2 separate regions of the Gossypium hirsutum genome follow, and region 2 is linked to region 1. Evidence: chromatin contacts called from public Hi-C data. All regions are on one chromosome and are shown on one strand. The core of a region is the stretch at or near the end of the contact, and the rest is flanking DNA. Distances in the headings are between cores, read along the strand shown.

Region 1 (5,443 bases), core at 2,058-4,557:
AGCCTTAAAGCTCAAGAAATTGTTTTGTTTCTTTCATCCTTGTTCATTGTTCCAACATAACCTCTAATATACATCTTGGAAGCATATGGTGCAGTGTCTAATTTAAGAGAGGAGAAAGTAAAAGGACAAAAACTTCACATAAAACATGAACATAGCTGTGCAGATGACGTTGTTTGAACTTCGTATTGGGTGAAGAATGATGCCCAAGAGCAGTAATTTTGAGTTCTCATAGTTCCTGCTGTTGAGACAGATTGTGTTCACGAGTCTCTATTAATCCTGGGGAATTTACTCAGGATACTGAAAGGATGGAAGTTGAAACTAAATTAATTAACCCGATCTTCAAGAGGAGAAATATCCTCGCTGGTCTTCTGTTCTGTCTTTTTCTTCTTTGGAGCTGCATGATTGGAAAATAGGAGTGAGCCTGCTTCAATCTACAGAATATTACACTGGCAATCTATGTTAAGTTTACCATTCATTCATTAGAATACTAGTGCTGTTGGTGACTGTCTTGGACCCTTGAATTTGTGATGAGGCATCTGATTTCTCTATCAGCAGACTTGACAAACTCTTGCAGAACTGGTTATCATCACATGTCGGCTTAGAAAATAATTTTTACTCAGCTAAGATAATCAAACTTAATGAACTGAATGTCCTACCTCTTTGTAAACTGCTATTTCTCCTGCCGATTTTGATATTTCTACAACACAATTTGTTGGAGCAACCACAATTACCTGACATTTTGAAATGTAAAGGGATGAGATTTGTTGATGTATTGTCTTGTAGAAAGAGCATATTACAATTAACTACCTCAGCTGATAGGTCATACGATGATCTACAACATCTAGTCATCTTCTGTTTTGGATGAATTTTCATCTGAGGTGAAAAACGAGTTATATAAAAAACTAGTCACTTGTCAAAGAATTAGAGACAAGCGCAGTTTGTACCTTGAAACTATTCATCCTTTCAACCGACAGACTCACATCCATTGCAGCGGCTTCTATTTTCTTTATGGTTTCATTAACTGTATGCTTGGATCCAATTGTGGTTCTCTGCCTTTTGCCATCCTGTGTAAGAAAACAATAGTTTACTTAATGTAGGAATGAACTAAGAATACTTGTCTGTTGTGAATGTTGATTTTGATTTAACAGACTTGCCTGCCCTTCAAAGAGACCTGATAAATCCAGATCATGTGACATTGCTATCAATTGAAATGCATTTATGAAATTTGAGAATTTCTGGGTCTTCATCTCTGCGTTTTGTTCCTGCATGGTATTTTAGATGTTTAGATGAAGCTTGAAACTCTTTCTGTTGATACCAATTACAGACTTTACCTCAACTGTATCGAAGGTGACACTAACATCATCCAGGTCTATTTTCTCTTCGTATTCATAGCCGCACGAAGGCGTATAATCTGTTTGAAACCATGCATCTTCAGTGATTTCTGGAATTGTTATCCTCTGTATAATATAAGGAGAAATTATTATTTTGTTTTTAATTTGGAAATCTTATCTCATAGATTGTCTTGGAGTTAATACCCTTTTTGGATTCGGATCAAGTATTCGCGCAATCAGCTTCCTCTGAGGTCCTGTAAACCATGGCGGACATGTGTATTGTGCTCCAGATATCTTCGCAGAAGTAGAAACATCAGCGAAAGGTACCTTATTGTACCTGATGAAGGTTATTTTTCTATATGCAGATGCATACCTTCTTGTATAAAACAACAAGATTACGATCATCAAATGGTAAGTAGCCAGCAAGTAGTTCGAAAAGGATGACACCACAAGACCAAATATCAGCAGCTGCTCCATTATAGCCCTTATTTGCAAGTAGCTATCACCAAAAAATGAATCATCAGCCTAATCTGGTAAGATTGCTTTCTTAAAGAACAGTTAGCTGTTGGTCTATAATTCTCTACGTACTTCTGTTCTCTTGTTAATTTAAACAGTTTAGAACAAATGAACAGGAAGTGATATGTCTTACCTCTGGTGCTACGTAGCATGGCGAGCCACACGCTGTAGTTAGCATATCTCCTGGCTGCACTTCACGTGAACTTTTAGCCAAATTTCCACAATAATGGTTTGGAATTAATCAGAACTGATGAAAATTTATTTAAGTAAATAGAAAGGCTGTGGCTACCTTCCTCAAAGCACTCAGTCCAAAATCAGTTACTTTAAGGTTTCCCTTACTGTCCAAAAGCAAATTCTCTGGCTGTATAGAAACGATTGGTTCCAAATGTTAATTGGTTTAAGTGACCTTTCCTTGCTCATTTGTGAAGGTAGAAAAACTGTATGTTAGACATACCTTTAGATCTCTGTGGTAGACTCCTTTTCCATGGCAATGGTCTACTGCATCTATTAATTGCTGGAAAATTTTTCTTCCCTCTGGTTCACTCAATTTTTTGGCATAAGACTGTATAGTAAGGGAAAAAGGATTAAAATTGTAAATTGAAAAGCTTTACACCAAAACTTTATTGAATCCGTGGTGCAGTCTGACAAGTCTTACCAATTTGTCTGAAAGTTGCCCTCCTGATATGTACTCCATTATTATGTATATCTTCGTCTTGGAGCCAATAACCTGCAACCAGAATTCACCTCTAACGATATATTAGGGTGCAAGAATTGGTACCAGTAGATCAATCCAGAAAACAAAAACATACCTCATGTATTCTTACAACATTGGGGTGATGTAGAAGCTTCATGGTCCGTATCTCGCTTTGTACCTGAAATTTGAGTATTGATTTGTTAGCTGCAATATATATATATATATATATATATCTTTTGGTATATTTGTCAGGTTGGAGCCGGGGATGGAGGACAAGAAGACATATAACAAAGCAAAGGCTGGATACTCGCCTGATACTTGAGATTGCTTTCCAGCACCATGGCCTTATCGATAATCTTGATGGCAACGTGATGACCGTTGGTGGTGTCCACAGCCAGCTTGACCTTGGCAAAGGTACCTTCTCCAATAGTTCTACCTAGCTGATATTTACCTATAGTTGTTGCAAGCCCCATAGTATATTTCGAAAACGAAAGTCAAATCTAATCTTCTCCTGTAAGCCTCAGAAAAACAAGCAATCTCAATCCTTGCCCCTGTTCCGAGAGAAACAATCAGTTGTTCCTCCTAAACTCCTTGAAGATGTTCCTTGTATCCTGTATGCTTCAAATCTGTTGTAAAAACAAATCTGATTTGGCTTAAGTTGGAAGGTCGTAACAGATGCGTTTTATTGGCTACTTTCATGTCTGCGTGTTCTTAAAAAGCCTAATAGATATGAGAAGTATTATAATTCTTAAAGTGTAATAATATTGTCCTCAACCTATGAAGTGGTTGAAAACTTTGCTTGAGCTTCACATTGCATGGAAGGGAAGATGAGACGGCTGGTTGGTGAGACTGAAGTTTGCGTGTTTTGAAATTGAATGGAAGTTAGCCGTTGTGTCAAACCTACAGTTTCTTTGGCGTGCTTTTATTTTCCCAATCTTTAGTCTCAACTTGGTCTTGGATTAGAACTGCCATGATTTAAATGTGCTCCCCATCTTTTATATTTCTACTTGAATTTTTTTATTCCTGCCTTACCATTACTTCTTTGTTTTCGGTATTCGTCATTTTCTTCTTCACTGCTTTTTATGCAAATCCTCAATCATAAGATATAGTAGTTGGTGCGAGATTTGATAATGAATTTTTCCTTTTTTTAATTCCGATCACATTTCTCACATTTCAGGACCAGCCCAACTCTTTTGATTCGATCATTGTGAACTCTAAAGAGAAGGCATCAATAGAACTTGGAGGATTAACTTGAATGCCATGAACAAGACCCCTGTCAAAATTATATTTTCTTTTGCTCATTTCAGTTTTCAAAATCAACAAAACCACTCATCCCCGATAATGCAAGAGAAGTCATGGATAAGATACTGAACATCGAAAATATTTTTGGAACCGAAATGGCTATTCTGCCCATTTCGTCGAGATAAACAGGATGTATTCTATCATAACTCGTTCCTGCCAAGAAAAAAAAATGCAACACCAATAAAGCCATAAGATATTATTTGTAAAATAGCTCCGTTGAGTCCCGTATCAGTTATCGAATCACTTCCTATAATTATAAAACTCATATGAGATACGGAGGAATAGACTATTCTTTTTTTTATTCTGTTGATCAAGAGATGTTGAAGCTGCATAAATTATTTGCATTGTACCCACTATTATCAATCACGGAGAAAATATGGAATGCGCATGGCTTAATAATTCCTTATTGATCCGAACTAATTCATATGGTTCCATTTTTAATAAAATTCTGACTAGAAGCATACAAGTATTGTAATGGGCCTCCCCGTGGGTATCCAATAACCACGTATATAAAGGTATAATCGGCGATTTGACAGCAAAAGCAATAAGAAATCTAATATAGAATATTATTTCCAGTGCGACAGGATATGATTGATTAGTTAGTTTTGGCCCGTTTTCCTATAATCTATAATATTGAAAAAATTCGCTAAACTTATCGCACAAACTTTTCATTCATCTATTTTTTTATTGGGATTCAATTCGAATCACGATGTCATTTTCTTGTTTCTGAATGGGTTTCATCAAATTTTTATTCAATTTTTTTAGGTTTATGCTCTACTTCGAGTAAAGATCCGTCCGATTTTGATTTGCGCATATAGGACAAATAACCCAATTACCACATCATTTTGCTATGATTTCATTTCCTTTTTTACTTTAATTTAATTCCTCTTTCATGTTTTCGGTCAAATATTCAACGTATTTCTCATATTATTCGATTGATTAATAGTTTGAAATTGTTCTTATTTCTATTTTGAATTTGTAAATAAAAAAGATTTATGATTATGATATAGGTGGTAATCATAAATGTATTATCAATTGAATTTTTTGTAAACAGAACATGGATGCTTTTTTTTTTGGGTACAACCAAGCTGATCATAAATCATTGAAAATACTAATATGCCCTACACCCATTTCTCGAGGAATAATATTAGCCACATTTGAGATTTCCTTGAAATTTATAAGGATGTAGGGACAGCTCAAAAACATAAAATGAAGACAGCTCCTAGGGGTGGAGAACGGCAGCCATAAATTGTGAAGGAGTTAACATGCACGATCACAATCACATGGTACGACTCTTCAAAAGCCCAAGTCATAGGATGTTTGGCTGACGGGTGGGCAGGTTGATCGGGTTGGTGTTATGAGGTTCACAATGTTTCTTTGGATGTAGGTGTGGTATGAAAGTTAGCTACGGCTTTTGAATTTCATCCTTCATATACATATTCATTCGTAATTATGCAAGGTCAACTATATTTAAACTCGGATAAGTTTTCTTTTCTAAAATTGTTTCTGATTAATTATTATTCATTCAATTTCAGAAAAATATTTCTATGATTAAATTTAACTAATTTTTTAATTAATAAATAACTCAGATCGAAACTAA
Region 2 (5,443 bases), core at 1,187-3,686, 280 kb after region 1:
TTGTGGAATGGGTCATCCTGTGTGGCTCGTGTAGCTTGCTCTGATTTTCTAGTTTTCACTCCTTTTGCTCTCAAATTCTCTGTTAAGTATAAAAACATGAATTTAAAGGATTGAGAACATAAAATTCATAATTAACAACGAATAATCACCCAAAAACGCATTAAAAATGAGATTAAAACATGTTAATTTTAGCACTTATCAATTATTACTCTTCAAGAAAGATCTAAATACAATAGTGCAACAATATACATTAAATAAAATTGAAAACAAAGAAAATTCTCACATAAGCACTCGAAAGGATGCTCACCAAGAAGCCTCGAAGTAGTCTATTTATAGGCTAAGATTAGCACCTTCTCTTAGTAGCTGAGTAGATAAATCAACATTTAAAATAAAGGAATTATTTACACAAAAATGTCTATTTTGACTAGGGAAACAAAGCCTTCAACAATAAGCAATATTCAAATAAGACTTTACCGACGAATAAGACTTAAGTCAAAGACTTTAAAGAATAAGGATAAATTTTGCTTCCCATCAAACACTCTTCATTCTCATATATGGCCAAAGATCAAGCGAATCTTTCTAGTAAAAGTATAATCATTTGAAGCATATATCAATGATAATTTGTTGATAGAAAATAAAAAAAAATGATAAATCAAGTCATAAATACCAACAAAACTTACTGCACTTCAACTATCACTACAATTTGTTCCGAGTGATGTTTGAACACTACATGTAACAACTGAACCACATACAATTAAAGTCTCTATAACTATTAATAAACACAAATTCTACGACATCAATATCTTTAATACATTCATCATTACCATAGAAGGGAGTCTAGTATTTCCATGGCCTGCTTTCATTGCTGTTCATCCATGCAAGTGCATTCCATGCAGGGATGGTAAAATTTTAACTGTTAGATAAATTTTAAATTGATCCACTTTGAACAGAGAATTTTTCATTTCTTCAACAGTGTAGGCAAAGCCCGAGGGGAAGGGTGGAAGGGGAAGGGGAGGGGGTGTTGTTTTTATCAGAAAGGCAAATATGGAGCGAGTAGTTTCTAGTTTTTGCTTGCTCTGCTCCAGTATTTTGAAAATAGTATTTTGTTCTTCTATGTTTAACTTTTAAAAGGATATATCCAACAACCATGAAGTTGGAATTGGTATCAAAATTTAAAAAACATGCCAGCAATGGATTGTTAGTGGGTTTGGCTATATCCGCTATTTTCCGACACCATTTTCATGTCTTGTTTCTTGGATCCATGTATAAAAATTAAAGTTGTCTTAAGACATAAAAGGCGATTTGTTGAACAATTGAGATTTCAGGAAAAATCCACTAAAATTTTAGGCAGGATATTTCGATTTCATAATTGCAAGAGTTTAGAACTAGTGGCTACAATTCTGTAAGGACCATGCATTTCCAAGTTCCTAAATTTTGATTTTCTGAAAGCAACCGACAACTCCGATATGTATAGACAGGATAGAGTAGACAAAACTATGCTCTATGTTCGTAAATTCCAAGTTCGGTCAACCTTTAACAAAAAAACTAATTCTCAGATTGAAAAATAACTTTAGATTATCTCCTTCGATTTAAATCTTCAAGAAGAACTTAAGAGAGAATTGGAGGGGAGTTCTGAGTGCAGTGAAAACGCACACGTTCAAATGGACTCACAATTGCCCCCCCCCTCCCACCCCCGTTTTTCATTCCACTCTTATTTTAAGTACAGAACACTCCAACAATTAATAATGTTGGGGCCAACCTAATAATCGATCATCCAATTAAATTAAATTATAAAATCATATACATAAAAGATAGTATATACTTGAACGTGATTCTGCACATGAAAAAAAGCCATTAATAGGGAAAAAAAAGTAACCCTCTCCTGATAAGCATGACTAAATAGCAAGGTTGACCAACTTAAAAAAGACAGCTATCACATTAGAAAGATGAAACTTCACAACAGTAGAAATCGTTTTCGTGAGTTTCAAAGATCTTTAATTACTAATATGGAAACAAAAATGATACTGTACATATAAACAAGCATCATGTGAATTATGAAACAAAGTGAAAGGGAGACAAATACAAACTTCCATCTATGAGAAAAAAAAATAAAAAGCTAACATAGTTATACATTTATGTAATTAGAATTTGGAACAAATTTTTATTATGTTCATGTTGCAAAATATAATTTATGTTGGGGAAAGAAAAAGATATATTTTACAATTTATAATCAACAACATTGATTATAACAGGTTAACCACCAAGAGGATATTGGAGATTGAAGCTAATATTGTAGGTTTTTCATTGTGGATTAAAGAGTGAAAAAAGGCCTCGTCTGGAGTGAAGAAATTTCTTGGTTTCTCTGTTGTGATGGATTGGTTGGGGATAGATGGGGTGAAAAATATCGGGTTCGCAAGTGGCATGTGCGGTAGCTATCAAGGGGCCGGGGTTCAGGCATGGAGATGGGTCAACCCCTCATGGCCTTCACGTGCACCAGCGTCCCTTGTGTCTGTGGTCCAATTCCCCCACATCTAACACAATCAATATTCATCCACAATCACCCATCCTATATTGCTATCAATGATTTCGTCAAAAATGGGACTCTGAGTGTTATAGGTATTAATTAAGACGCCCAATGTAAATTTGATAGTATTTCGAAGAGTTGGATACTGTCGCAAACATTATATAACAAATAAAATACTGTTATATTATATATTTTCTATTTTCTCTCTCTTTATAAATATATATATATAATATAATATTTGTTACTTTTAGATGTAAGACTCACTACACCAAAAGAGGCCTTTAGCGGCGTCTATAGTGGCGTTTTAACACAAAACGCCGCAAAAAACCGAGCAATAGCTACGAGTGTTAAAAAACGCCGCAAATTATAAGCAACAGCGGCGATTTCCCAAAAGCGCCGCAAAAGAGTTAGGTAAACGGTACCGTTTTCTTGGTCAGCTTCAAAGACATTAATGGCGCTTTAAACAAAACGCTGCAAAAGTGAAGCATTAGCGGCGCTTTTACAGAAGCGCAACAAAACTGATTAACAGACGACGCCGTTTTGATTTGCGTTTGATGACATTAGTGGCGTTTATAAGGAAACGCCGCAAAAGATCATGTATTAACGGCGCTTTCCCAAAGCGCCACAAAAGTTTTTTACCGAACGACGTCGTTTTCTTGTTGAGTTTTAGACACAATAGTGGCGCTTTAAAGAAAGCGCCGCTGAAGTCAATCATTAGCGACGCTTCAGAGGAAGCGCCGGAAAATGTTTTAAGCATACACCGTCTTTAGGGACACTAGTGGCGGCGCTTTCCTGAAGCGCCACAAAAGATTTTACCAAACAACGTAGTTTTCTTATTGAGTTTTAGACACAATAGTGGCGCTTTAAAGAAATCGCCGCTGAAGTCAATCATTTGAAGCACCGCAAAAAGTTTTAAGCATACGCCATTGTTTTCTGTTGTGCTCAGGGACATTAGTGGTGCTTTGCTAAAAACGCCGCAAATGTCAAGCATTAGCGGTAATAGTTTTAGGCAAACGACAACGTTTCTTTTTTAGATTTTAGAGATATTAGTGGTGCTTAGCTAAAAACACCGCAAAATTCAATAATTAGCGGCGCTTTTACGGTAGCGCCGCAAAAATTTTTAAGTAAACGGCAGCATTTTGTTGTTAAGGTTTAGGTACATTAGCGGCGCTTAATGTTAAGCGCCGCAAAAATATTTAAGCAAACGGCATCGTTTTCTTGTGGAGGTTTAGAGACATTAGTGGCGCTTTTAAAAAAACGCCGCAAAATTCAAGAATTAGCAGCGCTTTTTTAAAAACGTCGTAAATTGTTAAGCAAAACAATATTTTTTTTTGTTGAGCTTTCAACGCATTGGCGGTTTAGGGATTATGGATTTAGGCCTTACGGTTTATTGTTTATTGTTTAAGGATTGAGGTTTAAGGTTTATAGTTTATATATGTTTTATGATTTAAGGTTTAGGATTTAGGGTTTATATATGTTCTATGATTCAGGGTTTAAGGAATATGGCTGAGTTAGGGGTTTAGGGATTATGGTGCAATAGTTAGGGTTTAAGGTTTAAGTGTTTAGGGTTAAGGGTTAGGGATTTAGAGGTTTATAGTTAATGTTTTATGATTGAAGGTTTAGGGGATATGGTTAAGGGTTTATGTATTATGGTTTGTGGTTTTTCATTTGAGGTTGGGGCTTAGGGTGTAGGTGTTAGGGGTTAAAGGTCATGGTTTATGATTTAAAGGTTTAAGATTTAGGGTTGAAGGGATAAGAGGGTCCAAGTCAATTTAGGGTTAAGGGTTAAGGGTTTAGGGTTTAAGGTCTAATGAATAGATTTTACGGTTGATGGTTTTCAGGATAAGGGTTGTGGTTTAGGGTTTAGGTTATTTAGTATTTTTGAAAAATACAACCTGACTTCACCGAATTAAATTTTTAAATTGAAGTTTTAGAAAAATACAAACACTATATACGGATTAAGTTCCTACCTTAAATTTTAATAAAAATACCATCACTAAAAATCAAATTTCCCATTTAATAGAATTAAAAATAATATTGTCATATTGTTGTATGATATTTTAATTTTCTAAAATTATTAAATATTTGGAAATTTTTTACAGTAGTTGCGCCTGGGCTAGAAACGTCGCAAAAATGTGTTTAAAATTACGGCGCCGTTTGGCTACAAGAATTTGATTTTTAGTGGCGTTTTTATGAAAAACGCCACAGAAGGTATACAATAGTGGCGTTTTTTTATAGAAACACCGCAAAAATGTTTTTTACTTCTTATTATATATATGTCATTAAAATTGGAATACATTATTTTAATAATTTCAATAATTTATAAATTTTAATGTTGATAATATTTAAATTATTCATACTGTATAAAATTAAAAAAATAATAAATTTTATCAATTAAAAATAATGTATTAAATCAGAAATATATTAAAAATAAAAATTATAAATAAAAAGAAATAAAATATTATAACAACTGAATTATTAGTGGCGTTTCTATGCAAAACGCCACAAAGATCCAATCAAAAATAAAACAAAACGGCGTCGTTTCTTTGACAATTTAATTGTCAACGGCGTTTTTTTCTCAAAACGCCAGAAAAAGATATAAGATTAGTGGCGTTTTTTTGTAAGCGCCACAAATGTATTTACATGAAACGACGTCGTTTTAATGACAGACCAGTTTTTGGGGTATATCCCCGCTCCCAGCCCCAATTCCATTTTTTTTGATCTGAAATCCCTAAGTGAAATCCCTAACTCGTTTCAGTGTTTGTCCTATCTGCCATTTCTAAAAATCAATTCTTCATCTCTTTCATATTTCATTGTTTGGGTGTTTCCATTTCTTGCAAAATTACAAAATATCTGGTTCGTACATTCGGTCAACATAGCAGTTGACGGAGAACGTCGAGGAGCATCGTCGGAATCGGT

What was found. A called contact is a pair of places that touch in the nucleus more often than the background predicts.
Region 2: a contact with region 1 is called in a Hi-C map of leaf, with 2.2 times the contacts expected there. The contact joins the enhancer-like site here to the promoter of LOC107909211 in region 1. A contact is called at or near these places in 2 of 34 Hi-C or Micro-C datasets (both in leaf).

The regions. Positions count from the first base shown.
Region 1 is chrD08:19,719,269-19,724,711 of Gossypium_hirsutum_v2.1, forward strand. LOC107909211 (CBL-interacting serine/threonine-protein kinase 21) reads right to left here and starts at 3,308. Exons shown (of 15, transcript XM_016836673.2): 1 at 2,853-3,308; 2 at 2,657-2,719; 3 at 2,503-2,574; 4 at 2,302-2,409; 5 at 2,137-2,208; 6 at 1,981-2,034; 7 at 1,705-1,830; 8 at 1,536-1,625; 9 at 1,332-1,457; 10 at 1,155-1,262; 11 at 945-1,064; 12 at 808-873; 13 at 657-731; 14 at 470-576; 1 more. The coding sequence starts at 3,014. The coding sequence ends at 340.
Region 2 is chrD08:20,000,040-20,005,482 of Gossypium_hirsutum_v2.1, forward strand. No RefSeq gene overlaps it. Among protein-coding and RNA genes, the nearest start is that of LOC121220633, 4.5 kb to the left of the region's middle. Within about 2 kb of position 2,437, at least 5 of the 9 cell types and tissues checked have an H3K27ac peak or open chromatin away from gene starts, as enhancers often do. A contact at or near this core is called in leaf, where this site is marked.